2 separate regions of the Rattus norvegicus genome follow, and region 2 is linked to region 1. A link is a contact called in public Hi-C data. All regions are on one chromosome and are shown on one strand. The core of a region is the stretch at or near the end of the contact, and the rest is flanking DNA. Distances in the headings are between cores, read along the strand shown. Region 1 has its middle 250 kb from the start of Ahr. Region 2 has its middle 130 kb from the start of Ahr.

Evidence for each region. Hi-C and Micro-C count contacts between places; a contact is called where the count stands out from the background.
Region 2: a contact with region 1 is called in a Hi-C map of liver, with 7 times the contacts expected there. The contact joins two enhancer-like sites. A contact is called at or near these places in 8 of 12 Hi-C or Micro-C datasets (the Rat2 cell line, Schwann cells, frontal cortex and 4 more).

Annotation. Positions count from the first base shown.
Region 1 is chr6:57,745,282-57,751,972 of GRCr8, forward strand. No RefSeq gene overlaps it. Among named protein-coding and RNA genes, the nearest start is that of Ahr, 250 kb to the right of the region's middle. Within about 2 kb of position 4,195, at least 2 of the 93 cell types and tissues checked have an H3K27ac peak or open chromatin away from gene starts, as enhancers often do. A contact at or near this core is called in liver, where this site is marked.
Region 2 is chr6:58,127,237-58,133,927 of GRCr8, forward strand. No RefSeq gene overlaps it. Among named protein-coding and RNA genes, the nearest start is that of Ahr, 130 kb to the left of the region's middle. Within about 2 kb of position 2,890, at least 3 of the 93 cell types and tissues checked have an H3K27ac peak or open chromatin away from gene starts, as enhancers often do. A contact at or near this core is called in liver, where this site is marked.

The DNA.
Region 1 (6,691 bases), core at 2,945-5,444:
CAATTCACAAACCAGTTTTCATTTGTGACTTCATGATATTTTTGCTATCTGATGCTATAATTAAGGAATCTTAAAATTCTGGTTTCAGGAAATTCATTTCATAGGTCAAACCTTAATATTTATAGTTGGATATAGTATGGTCATGAACTGCCTTATGTGGTGCAGCAAATAGTATTGATATTATATGTACTCTCGGCTTATATTGTTTTTTTTTCTTTCATATAAACATGAGCTTGTGCCTGATATCTTAAGAGGGATAATTTAAAAATGATTTTAGATTTTGTTTAATTTTGCCTTTAACTCCAACATAAATGTTTCTTAGAACATGCCACATCTCTCTGTTTAATATGCTTCCTGATTTAAAAAAAAGATGAGACGCTCTCTCCTCCACCGTGGAGTTCTGGGAAGTGGACCTAGGTCACCAGGCCTGGCAGTGAGCATCTTTACCCACTGAGCCACCTTACCAGTCCCCTAAGGATTTACATTTTTTACCTATTTAGCCACGCAGCTGTCACTTTCTGGAAGTTGTGGTAAGGATAAGGTATTAATCACTAGTGATTTTGATTCCTCAGAGGTGAAAATGTCTTTATTACTGGCAGCCAACCCATCTTATATGGAGATACTCATCAGGACTGATGCCAGGCACGAGCTGTCAACACAGGTTCTCACAACCCCTAGTCTTCTGTCTGAATGCAGATGCTGGTTCTGGGATGCTTGGCGAATGCCAGTGGTTTGAATATGATGAGGGGATGAAGAAGAAATGTGTTTTTTTAGAAAGAGATGGGACTGAGTTTTAGTGTACTGAGTTTTAGCTCTTTACGATGGACTGAGCAGTATTTAGGGAGTGTGTTGTTTCCACCTTAGCAACTCCAGCTGTACCTTTCATAACAGCAAATTAATTTGTCATTTCTTTAAAATCTGCATTTTCATGGTAGAGTTTTAACTTTTTAAAAACATTATTGTCTCCTACTCCTTTTCCCATTTGCAGGAGTCTCTGTCTCCCATTTAAAAAATATTTTTTTCGATTTATTCATTCCTCTTTTTCTTTCAATGATTCATTTCCTAAGATGCCATGTTTTTCTTCCCCATGAGTTTCATGTTGTGCAGAATACATTAGCTGCTTAGAAAGTGGCACATGTGAAGGTCGTTGCTTTGATGGTTTTAGCTGTTTTTATTTTTCCCAAGGAAAGCTCTTTTTGAAGGCCCTTGGGATGAGCCTGCAGAAAAATGATGTGGGAGATTGAGAAGAGGAAATGGGGTGGGGACAGACAGATGTGCTTATTCATGGCATTAACCCTTGATTTTCCAGTCATGCTGGAGCCAAACTTTAATTAGTCTTGGCCACCCTACCCTATGGAAGAGAATGGTGGGCTGATTATCTGCTTAGAGAAATGGAAGAGAGGAAGAACCAGAAACACATACAGAATTTCTGGCTACCTCATGCATCCTGCCCCTAAATACGAATGGCTGCCTGAATCCCAGTAGAAGGAAATGGACATGGTAAAGTTAGAAATGAACCTGCTGGCTGCTTCAGTGGTGTGGACAAACATTCTGTGTGGCAAGGAACAGGAAGTGGGTATTTGTGACACATCCTGGTACTTGATATCAGTAAGTGAATTCTTGAAATCACCTTTCAATAGCCATGTCCTCTTACCCCACAGCATATTTCACTCTATTTGAGATGGGAAACAAGTCAAGGAACCTGTCCTTAGACCCTCAATGTGATCTGGAGAGACTGCTGGGTTTATTGTTACCAGGCTCTTATGATTCGTTGTTCACTTAGTGATGGGTAGAACTCTTATTTTGTAGGCAGTTGATGTGACCGGCCATTATAAAACTAAGCATCTATAACCCATTCTGGTCAGAGTAAGTCAGCCTGCAAGGCAATCTCTGAGGAACGCCCAGATAAGAGGGCTGCCCATGGGAACTTACGGCTACCGGCATTGATGCCATTCTTTATTGAGATCAAATCTTAGAAACCTTCTTAGTGGGACAGGGACAGTTGGAACTTCAAAAGAATGTTTGAAGGAGACAAGTAAAAATCCTGCAGCAGAAGCCCCTAAAGTTTGCTCTCCTACTCTGCTGCATAAGGAAACATTTGAATATATAAATTAAAGGTGCCATTTCCATGTACATTTTCCATGTACATATACCATTGGGATATTTTTCTGAAAATGTTAACATGGGCAAGTATCCTTTTTTTCCCCATTGAGTATTTCCCTTATACTAGCTGAGATGCTCCCCTAAAAAGTGTGTAGATATAGCCGGCTTGCATGGCTGGGTTCCACAGGGTAAAGGTGGGAAATAGCTTATTTTCCTCATTTCAGGGTTAACACACCCTATATGTTCCTTCCTCACACCTGGTGATGATTTCTGGTCACTTTCATTCTTCAGGTATTAAATGTGTAGCATGAACTGACAGTGATCTCCCTTTTCTTTTAGGGCTGTGCCCCCAGGTCTGCCTTCTTGCTTTACTGTTTTCCTACTGTCCTTCGTGACTGCGTCTTCCATGGGTGAGTAAATCCACAGAAGTGGTAAGACATAGAAGGCAGGGAGATTTGTCTTGCTTAGTGGTGCTGTCTGTGGGTTCTACCTTTCTCTGTGGGGCTTTTGGTCCTGGTAGGTTCCTCGAGCTGATCTAGTCTCTAAGCGAGCACCCTTGTGGGTTTTCTGAGCATGACTACTCTGTCGGTTCCCATCTCAAACACAGCTCTCTAGTGCTGGAGTTGTACTCTGACTGAATCGCTCCATCCTGTGTCCCTTCCTGCTATCACAGTACCATCCCTTATTCACAGGTTTTTCTTTTTGATATTTTCTTTATTTACATTTCAAGTGTTATCCTCTTTCCTGGCTTCCCCTTCAGAACCCCCTATCCCATCCTCCCTCCCTCTGCTTCTATGAGGGTGCTCCCCCTTTCACCCACCCACTCCTACCACATTTCCCTGGCATTGAGCCTTCACAGGACCAAGGGCCTCTCCTTCCACTGATGCCCGATCCTCTGCTACAGATGCAGCTGGAGTCATGTGTACTCTTGGTTGTCATGTGTACTCCCTGGGAACTCTGGAAAGGCCATCCAGAGACTGCCCCACCTAGGGATCATCCATCCCATATACAGACACAAAACCCACATACTATGGTGGATACCAAGGAGTGCTTGCTGGCACTGATGTGGCTCTCTCCTGAGAGGCTCTGCCAGAGGCTGACAAATACAGAGGCGGTTGCTCCCAGACAACCATTGGACTGAGCATGGAGTCCCCAATGGAGGAGTTAGAAAAAAAAGACTGAAAGGGTTTGCAACTCATAGGAAGAAAACAATATCAACCTCCCCCACAGTTTTACTTGTGCTGATGTCCCTCAGATGAGATACCTGACAGCTTGTGTTTGGTGAAGTTGTTTTAAGGCCAGTCATTCCATTGGTCATTAGCATGTGGTTCTGCTAATGGAGGCTGTTTTGAGAAATTTATCACACTGCTGATTGGTAGTATGTTGGAGTAGGTCCAGAGTTTTCTATGTCTTGGGAGGTATGAGAGGACCGTGTGTGTGTGTGTGTGTGTGTGTGTGTGTGTGTGTGTGTGTGTGTGTGAGAGAGAGAGAGAGAGAGAGAGAGAGAGAGAGAGAGAGAGGAGAGATGGGGGAGAGGGAGAGGGAGAGGGAGAAGAAGAAGGAGAGGGAGAGAGAGAGAGGGGGGAGAGATGGGGGAGAGGGAGAGGGAGAGGGAGAAGAAGAGGGAGAGGGAGAGAGAGAGAGAGAGAGAGAGAGAGAGAGGAGAGATGGGGGAGAGGGAGAGGGAGAAGAAGAGGGAGAGGGAGAGAGAGAGAGAGAGAGAGAGAGAGAGAGAGAGAGAGTCTTCAACAGTCATATTTTATCCATTCAAGTCTCATAAAAGGCAGAATTTGTATGAGCAAAATAAGGCAAGCCAATTAGTGACATATATGCAGTTTTAGTTCAGAATCAAACCTAAATGGCAACATACTGTTTTTATTAGATAAATATGACCAGGATGTGGTGTTTGATAAAGCTAAACACTTGGAAGAGGATTCATTTTGGAAACCAACTATGCATCCCAAGACTCAAATTGTTTCACAGCAATCCACTAAGCATGGTTCTTGCATACAAGGAGCTTCTGTTACCCAGTAGAGTGGAGGCTGTTTTTCTACTGAAGTGCCTGTAGATGTCACTAAAGTAAACGATACTTTTGCTTTGATCTGATAATGGAGCACAAGTGCCCAGCGGGTAAAAATGGATATTGTAAAGTCTTCTTGTGTACTACATTACATCATAACTCAGCAGCAGCAGCAGCAGCAGCAGCAGCAGCAGCAGCAGCAGCAGCAGCAGCAGCAGCAGCAGCAGCTTCACCTCCTTAGCCTTTATTTACTTAGAACGTGAAACTCCGTTCCCCTTTCCTGCAAACACATCACCTGCCAGGCAGGAGACATATTTTTTTCTCTATTTCACAGCAATGTTCATGCTTTGTCTCCAAGTGAAGGACATGGATGTCTCATGAAAGGAGAAAAGTCACATGTAACTCGGTGATAAAGAGAATGGAGTTACAAAAGCCATCTTGAAATGTCTGTGAGCAGCAATCAATTCTAAACACTTGCATAGTTCTTTCTCTTTACTGATTTTAATGGCTGGTATGTTTTGATTATCTTTATCTCTTGGGGAAGAGAAAAGATAGGGCAAAGACTTGTGCTAAGGTTGTCAACTGTGAGCTTCCACAAGCAGGAGGGAATTTCAAGCAACCCAGAAAGCAGTTGGTTCTTGCCTTTGACGTTTCATCTGGGATCATATGTGAATTAAAGTTTATAACATTTCATTACAGGGTGACCAAGGTCAAGGTCTACCTAAGGACATTAGCAAAGAAGAGTGGACAGTGTCTTAAGCAACATTAACTCTATAAACAGCCTTTCTTAAGTTAACAAGTATTTTGCATTTCCTAATAAGATGAGTCTTATTAAAATGATTTAATGGATGAAATCAAAGTAAACAGACTGGGACAAGGTGGTACTTATCTGTAATTTTAAAACTTGAGAGACAGAGGCAGGAGAGACAGGAGTTTAAAGCCATCCTGGGCTATACCAGAGACCCTTTTGCTAAAAGTAAAACCAAAGAAAAGAATAGGGAAATCTAAGGAAGTGAAAAGGCAAGTGTGAGGAGGGTAAGGTATTTGGAAAAGGCAGAGTTCTATGATAGTGATTATAGCTCAGGAACAGACATATAAAATGCTGAAAACTATTCAAAGTATCTGAAAGAAAGGCAATCCAGATAGACTAGACCACAAGTGACTCTTGAATGAGTGAAACTGCTAATTGCATGTTCCATGGAAGGAGAACCTGACATTGACAATAAGACTTTGTGTACTTTTTTAAAAAAAAACTTTTTGCAGAGTAAGCATGTATAAATGGTAAATGTAATCTTATACTTCAAAACAGCATAGCCAGATTGTAAGCATTTAAATATTTCCTGATAATTTTAACCTTCCTATATAGCTCACCCAAAAGAACTCCTTCTCGTGTGTCACCTACAGTTACTTGGAGAGAGTGTGCCCACTTGTACAGCATAGATGGATTCTAGTGTTTACACTGAAAGGGATCTTTCCAGAAGTTTGTCTTATTGAGATATATTTATGAATGGAATATATTTTTTCTCTTTGACAATGTTACTAACAGGATAAAATTGTTGAATTAAATAGACTCAATAAATTTTTTAAAGTTATTTTTAATATTTATTTAATGTACACGAATAACACTGTAGCTGTCTTCAGACACACCAGGAGAGGGCATTGGATCCCATTACAGATGGTTGTGAACTTCTATGTGGTTGCTGGGAATTGAGCTCAGAACCTCTGGAAGAGCAGGCAGTGCTCTAAACCTCTGAGACATCTCTCCAGCCCTAGACTCAATAAATTAAAAAGTATATTCTAAAGCAACAAGGTTTTGTTTTGTTAAGTTAAACATAGCGTTGCCTGATAGCCCAGAAAGTTCTAGTTTTACATCCAGAAGAAATTTAAATATATCTATACATGAGAGAGAGAGAGAGAGAGAGAGGGGGGGGGTTTATGATGTATTATTGTATTCTTGTTGTCAGTTGTGATTATAGTAACCAAAACGTGGGAGTAAAACAAGTAGTCATTAACTTGTGGTATGTAGTCAACAAGGAATTAATGTGATGCTAATAGTTGATACAACATGGATAAACTGTAAAAGCACGTCCCAACTTATCATGGTCACATGATGTCACCTACAAAGCTCACGGTCAAGAATGGTGAAATCAAGTTTAAAACAAATCACACAAAAGAGTCTCATAATTCTTAAAGTAAGTTGACGATTTCGTGTTGTTTGAATGCACAGCTATCCTTGGCTGTATCCAGCCTGTCTTAGTTTACAGGTTCAGAGGTTTATCCCACTGTCGCAATGGCAGGAAGTATATCAGCATACAGGCAGGCATGCTGGAGAAGGACAGAGAGCTGTATAACTGTAATGACGGCAGGAAGAGAGACTATCACTGGCCCAGGCTTGAGCTTCTGGAACCTCAAAGCCTACCTCCTGTGACACATTTCTTCCCACAGGGTCACACCTATTCCAACAAGGCGATGCCTCCTAATAGTGCCCCTCCCTATGAACCTATGGGGAACCTTTTCATTCAAACCCCTACACAGCCTAAGAACCACAGGCTGAACACAGCGTACTAA
Region 2 (6,691 bases), core at 1,640-4,139, 380 kb after region 1:
CTCCTGAAGTTGAGGAAGGCAGAAGCCAACAGTGACCAAAATACTGGCCGGTGGGCAGCCCCCCTGCAACATCATGAGCAGACACTGGGAGAAAAGAGAAAGGGTTAAAAATGGAGGGAGTTGGGGTTGGGGATTTAGCTCAGTGGTAGAGCACTTGCCTAGTGAGCACAAGGCCCTGGGTTCGGTCCCCAGCTCCGGAAAAAAAAAGAAAAAAAAATGGAGGGAGTTGCATCTTACTTCGCTTTCATCTACTTTCCATACTGTGTCCTTAACCCAACCATCTGATCTAGTCTACATCGTCTCAAAGTAAAATAAAAATTCCATATCGACTGAACAAGTCAATAAGCAACAGTCTGCAGTTTCCCAAGGCATTGCTAATAGTTGGTCTTTCAAGATGGTTCATTTGTGCTGTTGAGATAGAATAGACATATATTTAATTCTTTCCACTTCACTTACTAAGGCCCCATTAGTCAAAAATAGTTCTGTGGTGCTCAAAAGAAAGCATCTAAAATGTGCTGTGCTTCCTTCCATATCCTTTCAGATGTAGCATCTTTAGAAGCCCTCTATCCTATAAAATCAGTACTCAGCTGGCAAATATAATTGTTTTGATGATAGATTCAGGCATGAATGGAAATATGAGCTACACCTTTGGTACCACCACCACTTTTAGCCATAGCTAGACCTGTGCATCTCACACAGTTCCAGAAATGTGTCCCATCACTGCTGCTATTAGCACTGATGCAGATATCACAATTACTACTTTCTGGTGCTGAATGTGAACAAGTAAAACCTGTGGGCATATGCACTGGGCATCACTACCACAAATAGTTCAATTCAACTGAGTCCGAGTTTCATCGACTTTCTCTCTGGTAGAGCTCCTTATAGCTTCTGACAATTCCACATGTGGCCTTGAACTGGTCACTTTCCCAAGTACCCAGCTTGTTGTTTCTTAACTCTGTTTTGACCTAGGAGACTGGACACAATGAAGAAAACACCATTATCTATTGTAGATCACAAAGGAAGCCAGTGTTTTATACATTATATAAGAAGAAAGCTCACATGGAAAGATTTTTATGAAGATTACTTAGGAATCCACAGGAAGTGGTTGTTGTACTGACTGCTCAGAATAAACACTGTAAATACTGTGTTCGCTTAGAGACCAAGCATTTCACGGCTGGCACTTATCAACTATCACCACACCCAGCTCCCACGTATAGTTCAGATTTGATCATTCTTTTTTTTTCTCTGTCATTTAAAAAATGCAGGTTCCACATGTTAATGAAAATCCTGGACAAAGCATCTTCATATTACACAATATGTCAGGTAGTAGGAACATGGAGGAATGATTCTCGTATGTATTCTGCCTGTGGCAGAGTGTTGGTCTCTGAGGCTCTGCAGAACTGTAGTGCTTTCCTTCTAAGGTAATTTATGTGAGTTGTTCCATTGTAACATGAAATTATAAGATTTCTATACTTTGGTTCACATTGCATGTCCTTGTAGGACATTTCTTTTCATGTGGTTTGTTTAATGTAGGGATAGCATGTGTATGAGTCCTGCACAGGTAGAGGCTGGGGTGAGCGTTTTCTCAGCAGAGTGCTGACCCAGATGCTGGACAATACTTTCAGTGTGATGGACAAGACAGCAAATACATCCACTCCTCAGTTGTGGAAAATGGATATAACACACTTAACTTTTTTTATAGATATCAGGATTAAATGAAGCAATTGGGGAAGGGGAAAGGGGAGTATTCACAATGCCCAGAACGTTTCAGCAATTCCTAGGCAAAAACAAACAAACAAACAAACAAACAAAATAAAGCAAACACACACAAATAAATAAATAAATAAATAAATAAATAAATAAATAAATAAAAGACAGAAACCCGGGTTGGGGATTTAGCTCAGTGGTAGAGCGCTTGCCTAGGAAGCGCAAGGCCCTGGGTTCGGTCCCCAGCTCCGAAAAAAAGAACCAAAAAAAAAAAACAAAACACAAAAAAACCAGAAACCCTACCTAATAATTTTACTTCTGACATGGGATTTTAATGAGAACTGGCATCCAAACAAACCACGATGCTTACACTTGAAGGTATCATACATCTAAACCAAACATAGTATTTCTGTTTTATTTTGAGCTAGTATTATTACTACTATGAAGTGTGTCTGTGTACTGCACAGCCTCTCCGACCATTGATCCACAGTGGCCATTGCCATATCCATTGCCTTCCATACACACAGTTTCAGATAGGCATTGTGTTTTGTGGGAAGTGGACTAAATTCCTAAGCAACTGACTACTGGCAACTGGGCATGGCCATGTAAGGATTCAGACACATGGAGTGGCAAAGCCTTCCTCTGATCCAAGTGAAACGTGCATAGTCATGTGTGTGGAACATGTCCCTGTAGCTTTTTCCTCTGATGTTTACTATTGGACAGCTTCCCCGCACACTGTGCCTACAGAGATTAGATCCAGCTGTAAATAGTAAACACCATCTCCTTGTTCCGTCATGTACAATAGCCATGCTTTCCTGTTCAATCATGTACAATAAACATGGCAAGCTTCCAAGTTGCTGTGGCTTCTCCATCAGAATCCATACCACCTAATTCCAGTTTTTCTGTGTGTCTCTCTTTTCTTTGGTGTCAGTATTTTCTTCGTTCTCTTGCCACCCCAGTTAGGTCGATTCCTGAAGCCATGCAGGCCAAGACTATGTTTTATCTCAGCAACTCACAAGACCAAACTTTGAAAAGATAAGCCACAACCTCAGGGACTATTACATCATCTCTGGTGACAGCTGGGAAGTAGCTGGTTCCAAAAGATCAACCAGTACCTGGCAGATATAAGGCAACATGGCACTGAATTCAAATATTTGAAACATTCCACAGAGGCCCTGTGAATTTAGTGCCAACTTCTGTTGACACAGTTTAGAGACCATAGAGTTTGTCTAGGAAGCAATGAGCCCTCTGTCCTCCACATCCCAAAACATCCATCAAGCAAAGTGTCTTCCCTTCAATGCCTCTTCAGATTTGAAACCAGGCTTCAAGGAGGTTAAGCATGTCGCCACAGATACTAGGCATTAGAGGGAAGAGAGTTCGAATTCAATTTATTTTTCTGTATTCCAAGTTTGCAATCTCTCCATATGCCACAGTGCCTCCTTCTAGCTATAGCAACTGTAGGCTTCATCATCCATATATGTTCATGCTCATAAGAAAGGTACTTCTTGGGGTTCGATAAATGACTCAGTGGATAGAGCCCTTGCGGCAAAACTTAAGGACGTAAACTTAATCCCCAGAAACCATGTGAAAAAGAAACAGCCAGGTGCAGGTAGCACATGCATCAGTCACTTTAGGGCTAGGGAGGCACAGACAAAAAGATCCCTGAGGCTTGGTTGCCATATTGTCTAACAGAAGCATCAAATTCCAGGTTCAGTGGGAGACTTCATATCAAAAACGTAATAATAAAGAGTTGTTGATGAAGACACACAATGTTGATGACTACTCTCCACATACATACACATCTGCTCACATCTCTCCCTACGTGTGCACACATGCAGAAAGGTTGTGTGCTTCCTTATGAACTTAAGAGCTGCCATTATTATACTGTTATAATGGAACTTGCATTTAATCTTAAATTAGTGAAGCATTTGAAACTAAATGAAAGTTATATTAGTGAAAGTGGTATTACATAATATCCACCAACCTTTTACAGATATTGGTTTTATACTTGTAAATAAAAATATAAATAAATCTATGCATCAGCCCACCACCAGCCCATTCTGCCTTCCCGTTCCTGGAGAAGTCAGTCTACTGAAGCTGTGTCCTTGCCTTACCTAAATTGATCTTTGACCACACGCACATAAGTATGCTGTCTGCCAACTAGTTGAACTCTGGAGACCCAAGGACACAGTGTTTGTTTGTATATGTACTCTTCAAAGTTTAACTCTAATGCCAGAAACAGAGCACCAAAAACAGAGCCTAACAGTTGGTAGACACGCTAGGGAGATTCTAAATGATTGAACACTAGAGGTATTTATATTTTTTTCACTTTCCCTTTTTTCCTCTTTTTCTTTTACTGAAAATAGATTTTTTTCAAACATATTCTAATTATGGTTCCTCCTTTCCAGACTTTGGTATTTTCCGCTGTTCCTTTCCTACCTGAATCCACATGTTTATGTCTCTCCTTAGAAAACAGAAAGGCATCTAAAGAAGCATAATATAAAATGTGATAAAACAAAACAAAAACAAACCTGAATGGGCAAAACAGAAGAAAAAGTCAAATAAAAACACAAGAAACACATATAGATGCAGAATATATATAGGAATCTCTTCCCAAAACCAGGTGCCACATAGATACACAAAGAATCTGTAAAGTAAGAAAGGGAAGGAGGAAGAGACAAAGACAAAGACAGAGAGACGGAGAGACAAAGAGTCATAGACACAGGGTTAGCGACAGACAGAAAGAGACACATAGACACAGAGAAATATAGAAAGAACTTTCAAAGATGCCATTGAGTTTATTTTGTGTTGGTCATATACGGCTGGCTTAGAAGTTGTTTGTATCCTCAGTAAGATTCTTCGGAGAAAAGCAATTTTTCATTTGCATGTGATTTTGAGTTGTAGCTAGCTTCTGGGTTAGGGAAGCGGCTTGTGTATACTTGCTCTCTTGGCACTATGGCCCCATTTGGCCCCAACCCATGCAGGCCCTATGCATGCTATGCTCTTTGAGTTCATATGTGTGTCAGTTCTACTTTCCCTTCCAAGGGGTTCCCTGAACCCTGAAGGAGGTGTTTGATGGAGACAACCCGTTTTGGGCTAAGTGTTCCAAGGTATCTCATACTTTTATACATTGTCTGTCTGTGGTTCTCCCTATTTGTTCCTCTATACTGCAGGAGGGAGTTTCTCTAATGATGGCCGACCAAAGCACTGATCTAGGAGTAGAGCAGAATGTCCTTAGGACACATTTTATTTCTACATTCCATTAGCAGGCAGTAATATTTGGTTTTCCCCTAAGTCACTGGCCTCTCTTGTCTCGGGTTCTTGGGCATGTGAGCAGTGTCAGGGATGGGATCTATCTTGGAGTGAGCCTTGGGTAACGATTGGTTTCTCCCATAAGCTTTGTGCTACTATTTCACTGACACAATATCCATCATTGTACATTGAAGAATTTGTAACCAAGTCAATGATTATCTTTTTCATTTGGTAGTATACAGAGTACTGTCCAGAGCACTGTTTGACTGAACAAAAGTCAGGGGGTTGAAAGCACTAGGCAAGCACCAGCTCAGCTTCCGCACGTTCTGTGTGTTGTGTAGATGTTTGTCTTCAGCAATGGGGCTTTGCCGTTAGTTTGTGGAGAACAAACAACAGGCTGTGGTGTTTGAGGAGTCCTGTGGGGCCTTTTTGGCCAATTATATGTAAGCATATAATTATATGTAACCTGTTCTCAGCACTGAAAGTTTCGTTTGGTGGTCAGCAACGTCCAGTTGGGGTTTTATTTCCTTTTTATTTGGTGATTTCATTTAGATCACATTTATACATGTATATATTTCAGAAGCTTCTATGGTATTAGGTTTCTATATGGCCCTAAAACAGCCTTAATTTTAACTGTCTCAGCCAGTAATCCCTTCCTCACTCCCTCTTTCCCTCCCCAGTCAATCTTTCCATTCCATTCCACCTCCCCCCACATCTATCCCTGCTACCCATCGTCTGTCTCCTTGTTAGCATGATCACCCCCTACTAGTCCTTTACCTGTAGCTAACCCCTGCGCTATAGCTGTGATGTAGCTGAATCAGTACAAGTTCCAGTGTCTAAAAGCAGCTATTGTAGATGAATCATGGGTTCTGGGGGCCAGTGGTTTAGTAGGAGCAGCAAGTATAGTTGTTTCTGCCCCATAGCATCTGAGGTCTCAACTTCAGGGATTTTGAAGGACTGGAGCACACTCTTCTGGAAATGTCACTCTCATGTATTCATCAGCGATGAGCCAAGCTGGCTGGTGGTAGAAATCAGAACTGGATAAAATATACATTAGGACCTGAGCTTCCTACATCAGCCATCACGGTAGCGCAGAGCCTTTTGGTGGAGAATCAACAGTCATATCAAAACTACCATTATTTGGGCTGGGGAAATGGCTCACCAGATAAAAGTTTGTGCTGCACAGCATCAGGACCTGCGTTCAAATCCCAGTACTCAGGGAAAAAGATAAATGTAGTGGATTCTGCCTCTAATGCCAGAGCTGGGTAAGGAGGGGACAGAAGATCTCTAAGGATTGCTGGCTGCCAGTGAAAGATCCTACCTCAAAAGAATAATGTCAACAGTGACAGAGCACAGCATCAGACATTCGCACATGTACACACATGCCACACACACACTCGCATGTGTACACACATGCCATACACACATATACGTACACTGGTTAATATTCAAAACCTCTGTGAGGAAATACATCCTCTGTGAGCTGGCCTTCTCTATACCACAGATGAAGTGGTACCTGGAACAGAGGAGGGAATTGAGACTCCATTTCTCAAGAGGGAAGTGGCCAAAACATAGGGTCGGCAACACCGCAACTAGTTTTAGATTCTAAGAGCCAGCCCCGCCCTATCTTCTGTGAATTTCTGTAGACCATGGTCTTTGCAGACATACAGTCACATGCTTGGGTAGCTCAGAGACCTACACATGTATCTCTATGTGCACCCTTCTCTGTGAC